Regions from separate parts of the Sus scrofa genome. Here region 2 is linked to region 1. A link is a contact called in public HiChIP or PLAC-seq data. All regions are on one chromosome and are shown on one strand. The core of a region is the stretch at or near the end of the contact, and the rest is flanking DNA. Distances in the headings are between cores, read along the strand shown.

Region 1 (2,605 bases), core at 65-2,564:
TGAGCTGTGGTGTAGATCGCAGACGTGGCTTGGATCTGGCATTGCTGTGGCTGTGGCATAGGCTGGCAGCTACAGCTCCGATTTGACCCCTAGCCTGGGAACCTCCATATGCTGCAGGTGCAGCCCTCAAAAGAAAAAAAAAGGCAAAACAAACAAACCAAAGTTGTTATCAAAAAGATAGAGCAAGAGGGATGGGAGGTGAAACCAAGAAAGCAGGAGATGGAGGGCAATTCAGGCAGCAAGATGAGAAAGAGCCTCAGGGAGTCAAGAAGCGTTTATAGTGTATTCATTATATGGTCTATAGCGTAACCATTGCCAGAGAGAGAAAATAGGAATGAAGGTGGGGTACACCTGGCAATGTTGTTCCCCAAAGCATCTTTTATTTCTGTAGGTTCATCAACTAACTCCTCCTTGACATCTTAGGCAGAGTTAAACGCTCTGCCTCGGGAAGTCACACGGAGGGGCACGGGGTTAAGAATTCATCTGTAACAGCTCCAGTGGCTGCAGAGGTCAGGGCTCCATCCTCTGCTCAGCACAAGTCAGCTATGGCATAGGGCGCAGCAGTAGTTCAGATTCAATTCCTGGCCCTGGAACTTCCATATGACGTGGGTATGGCCATAAAATTAAAAAACAAACAAACAAACAGATAACAGGAGGTCCCATAGTGGCTCAGTGGGTAACACATCTGACTAGCATCCATGAGGACTCAGATTCCACCCCTGGCCTCCCTCAGGGTTAAGGATCCGGAGTTGCCGGATCCCGCGCTGCTGTGGCATAGGCCCAGCAGCTACAGCTGCCATTCGACCTCCAGCCGGTGAACCTCCATATATCATACCGTGGGCGTGGCCCTAAAAAGACAAAAAAAAAGAAAAAAAAGAAGAAAAAGCCCTGCCCCCGAATTCCCATCACATCTGATTGTGAGAGCCTGGGTTCTAATTCTACCTCCCAGCTACCTTGTGAGCTTGGCTTCCCCATCCCTTATTCTTAATTCCTAACACAACAGTGGGCACTCAATAAATGATGGTTGAATGAACGAATGCATAAACAAAAGACTGCCTGACTCAGAGCTAGTGCTGAACCTCAAGTCTACATACATGAGACTAGACACAGAATAATGTACAAAATTCGACAAATTTATTCGATCTTCCGAAGCTTTCGTTTCCTGCGGCCCTACAGCAGAAGGCACAGAAACAGCTTCAGAAACGCAGGAGGCGGGGCTTGCGCCTATATGGCGCACACCCCCTCGCGTTCAAATACTTCCGTCCGTGGACCCGCCCCTCTGGCCCGACTTGCATCTCTAATTGGTGAGCTCGGTAATCCTTCTGATCACACCGGTGCCTATTGGATCAACTGCTGAACTTGGGTTGCGCACTTCCTGGCTGTGGGAACGCGGAGCGGACGTAGGCTTGCCGCCATTGCCCTGAGCGGAAAGCGGCTGTCTGTGTGAGGGGCTGTGGGGGTGCGTGGCGGGCTTTAAAGGCCGGGCCGTGGGAGGTGCGGTGGGGGTCCGGCTGAGCGGCCGGAAGGATCCAGCCCGGCTGGGCGCACATTGAGCGAGGCGGGACTGCAGGCCGAGGGTCTTGACGTGTTCCTGCTGCGCCTTCTGTGGGCCTGGGCCCTCTTCCTCGTTAATTTTTTTCTTCTGCCGTTTCCCCAGATTCTCCGGGAATGGCCGGAGTGTTTCCTTACCGAGGGCCGGGCAACCCGGTTCCCGGCCCTCTAGCTCCGCTGCCAGACTACATGTCGGAGGAGAAGCTGCAGGAGAAAGGTGAAGAAAGTGTGCGGGAGCGGCGCCTGGGGGCGGGTGTGCGCGTGCGCGCGTGGTGGTTTGACCCCTTCCAGGTTTTGGCAAGTGTGTCAAAACATTAGGTCTTAGTGCACTTATTAGCCCTTATTTTTTTTTTTCATCTATTCAAGTCTTTAAAACTATCGGTTAAAAAAAAAAGTGTCTACTGTTTGCAGGCACTGATCCAAACAAGGGGGATACAATAGCTTTTCAGGCAAAACCCCTGCCGTTAAAGGGTTTAAGCAGAGCGAGTTGTCAAGAGAGCTGGCAGGGAGTGCTCCTGCTAGGTGCCCACCCTTTTGTCATGCATCCTGGTGGGCGCTTAGCCTAGGGCAAGAAGTAGGGGGTGATTAGGCTAAGGGTGTGCAGTCCTTAAAACTGAGGTGTTTTTGTAGCTCGAAAATGGCAGCAGTTGCAGGCCAAGCGCTATGCCGAAAAGCGGAAGTTTGGATTTGTGGATGCTCAGAAGGAAGACATGCCTCCAGAACATGTTAGGAAGATCATTCGAGACCATGGGGACATGACCAACAGGAAGTTTCGCCATGACAAAAGGGTCTACCTGGGGTAAGGAACATCCTGAAGTTATTTCATTTGGACTCTGCCCTGTCCCGTAAATCGCAGTCCTGGATAGCTGCTCTATCGTTTTGGGTCCTTAATCTTCAGCGACAGCCCATCTTGATCAAAGAAGGGAGAAAACCACTAGGATTCTGTTAGAATTACGAGATCTTCTAGTGATGCTCCTTTTTTGTTTTTTTTCTTTTCTTTTTTTTTTGGTCTTTTTGCCATTTCTTGGGCCGCTTTTGCGGCATATGGAAGTTC
Region 2 (2,605 bases), core at 59-2,558, 54 kb before region 1:
GGTTCAAGCTCAGGGCCGCCTCTCTGCCACATGGCCTGAATCAGAAGACACAGGAACTGGGATTTTGTGATCTTGCCCTCAAGCCGGAGGATAAACTTGAGCCAGTACATGTGTTTCAGATTAAACCCGGTTGTGAGACAAACACCATCCCTCCCCCTCCTCCCAGAACCACACAGCCTTCAAGCCACATGGCAGTGGACCTCATGGGCAGTGCCGGGAAAGGCGCTGCCCTCTCCCCTGGCTCTGGGAGGAATTCTGAGGGGTCCCCTCTAGGCCCACACTGTCAGGACTCCGCCAGTCCCCAGGCAACTGTTTTCCTGAAGCCTTGGACCCTAAATGAGTCAGGCCAGGGCGTGGGCGAGGTTCACCTCCCTACACCCCAGAAGGACCAGCCTTCGGAGCCGAATTCCCTGGCCCACTTCTCTTCTCCCACCCTGCCCCGCACCGGCCTAGGGCCTGAGCTCCTGGTGGACCAGCATGGACCAGACAATGATGGGGTTTCTGGGAAGCCTGAAGCTTTTCTTTGGCCCAGTCCCACTCCTTGCTGTGGTTTGCTGGCTTGCCCCAGGGGACACCAAGGGTGCGGGCAGCCATCCTCTCCAGCACTGGCAGCTGAGCCCCCAAATCCCATACACTAGCTGGGCTAAATAGCGGTCATTGTTTGCACAAGGCCAAAACCCCATTGGTCTCCCAGCGTTTACTGGCAGCTAATTTGGCCAGAGAGAGAGGGTGGGCACTGGCTAGAAGGACCCAGCTGTCCTCCACCCCAGCCTTCCGGGAGGGCTCCCCACAGGCCACAGGAAGTTACCTTTGAAATCAGCACCAGTTGATTCTGAAAAGGCAGCAGAGAGCTGAGCCCAAGCTGAGCTCCCTCCCTGGCAGCCCCAGCTTCCTACAGCCTCCTCCCCTCAGGGCGCCCAGAGCCCCCCTGAGGTGCTGCTCAGACCGGACCAGCAGCCACGCTCTCTGCTTCTTCCCCACCACCGCCCCTCTCCGCTGTTTCCCACCTGCTTCATTCAAGAGTCTTTCCAGCCTCTTCTCCTAGTGGTGCAGTGGGGTTCAGGCCTTCTGGCCCCCAACTCCCTCTGCCCTCACCTACTCACCATGGATCATAAACTGCAAGAACCACTGTCTCCCCACCTCCCTTCCCTTGCACCCCTCTTTTCTGTTCCCTGGAGCACCCCTGCCTCACCCCCGTTCCACCAGCCCAGGGGAGCCTCCCGTCTTGCCATGACACACAGAGCAGGCAGGGAGCTGCTTTACCTGTGGGTGCGCTGCAGCTCCACGCCCAGCCTAGGTCCGTGCACTGAGGGGCTCCTGCGAGCACCAGGGCTTTTTCTGCTGCCTCCTAATCCAGCGTCCAGCAGGCTTCAGATTACAGCTACTCCTTTCTTAAAGCGACCTGCACTCAATTTGGAGTCTGTGATTGCATCATGGTCCCATGTTAACTTTAACCCGCTACTGCCCTTCCAGCACAGCTCCCCAGACAGCCCCCCACACACACCCAGCTGCTCCACCAGACCGAGCTTTGGGGCCTGGCCTTCCCACCGGAGCGGGCAGCCTGGCCAGCCTGGTTGGGAGCGGGGACCAAGGAAGAGTCTGACAGGGGGAGGCCCAGGAGGAGGCTGGAGCAGAGAAGAGGCTGGCCCAGAACTGGGGCTCTTGAGTTTTTCCCGGTCCTTGGCACCATTCCTGGGGATGGGGACAAGACATCACTCATGGCTCCTCCCTTTCTTGGGCTGAAAAATGAGGGGTGGAACTAGGATGTCTGTGTGCTTCTTCAGCCCTGAAATGCTCTGACTTCTGAAGATCAGAAAGGGCGGGGGGGGGGAAAGTGACTGACCAGAGGAAGGAAGCAAGGAGCTGTACCGTATGCATGCGCCTTGAGAGGAGGCCAAGCGTGTGCCCGGCACTGACCTCGGCACCGCAGAGGTCACCTGGGAGGGGCACACCCGGGCCCTGCTCACCTGGTGGCGTTTAAGAACTTACAGTGCAGTCATGAGGCCAAAACACTGACATGGGAGATAATTGGAGAATGTACTAGAACCTTTTCTAGGCACATGTGAGTCCTGGTCAGAAGCCCAGAGGTCATTCAGAGAAGGAGGGATGTCATGTGAGGCTCCAGGGTGCAGAGCTAGGGCCCTTGGGTAGAACGTTCCGGTGAGCCAGGTTCAGCTTTACAGGAGGAAGAGTGTATCAATCGAGTTCAATGCCTTCAACCAAAAATTGAGGACCCCACTCAGATCACCCACTAGGTACATGGAGAAGGAGTCCATAGATGATTAAGACTCAGAGTCCCCCCTCCAGAAGCTCACTGGCTAATAACAGAGGCTGAAACCAGAGCAGATCCTTCCAGCATAACACGGCACCTTCTGAGATTGCTTTCTCTACAGCCACGCCATCCAGTACAATAGCCACCAGCCGCATGCGGCCACAGAGCACTTGAAATGTGGCCAAAGTTGTGATCTGCTGTAAATATGAAACACACACCAGATTTTGAATATTTAGTATGAAAAATAATGTAAACTATCTCAATAATTTTGACTCTGATTATATATATTGGGCTACATATATCTATTATTAAAATTAATTTTACCAGAGTTCC

The links. HiChIP or PLAC-seq counts read pairs in DNA pulled down with a chosen protein or histone mark.
Region 2: a contact with region 1 is called in an H3K27ac HiChIP or PLAC-seq map of skeletal muscle. The contact joins the promoter of SERPINF1 here to the promoter of PRPF8 in region 1. A contact is called at or near these places in 2 of 47 Hi-C or Micro-C datasets (both in liver) and 1 of 2 datasets of contacts at active chromatin or transcription factors (skeletal muscle).

What each region holds. Positions count from the first base shown.
Region 1 is chr12:47,893,995-47,896,599 of Sscrofa11.1, reverse strand. PRPF8 (pre-mRNA-processing-splicing factor 8) reads left to right here and starts at 1,314. Exons shown (of 43, transcript XM_021067568.1): 1 at 1,314-1,459; 2 at 1,658-1,768; 3 at 2,182-2,350. The coding sequence starts at 1,669.
Region 2 is chr12:47,947,795-47,950,399 of Sscrofa11.1, reverse strand. SERPINF1 (serpin family F member 1) reads right to left here and starts at 1,308. Exons shown (of 8, transcript NM_001078662.1): 1 at 1,264-1,308. The region is part of intron 10 of SMYD4 (SET and MYND domain-containing protein 4); the gene reads left to right.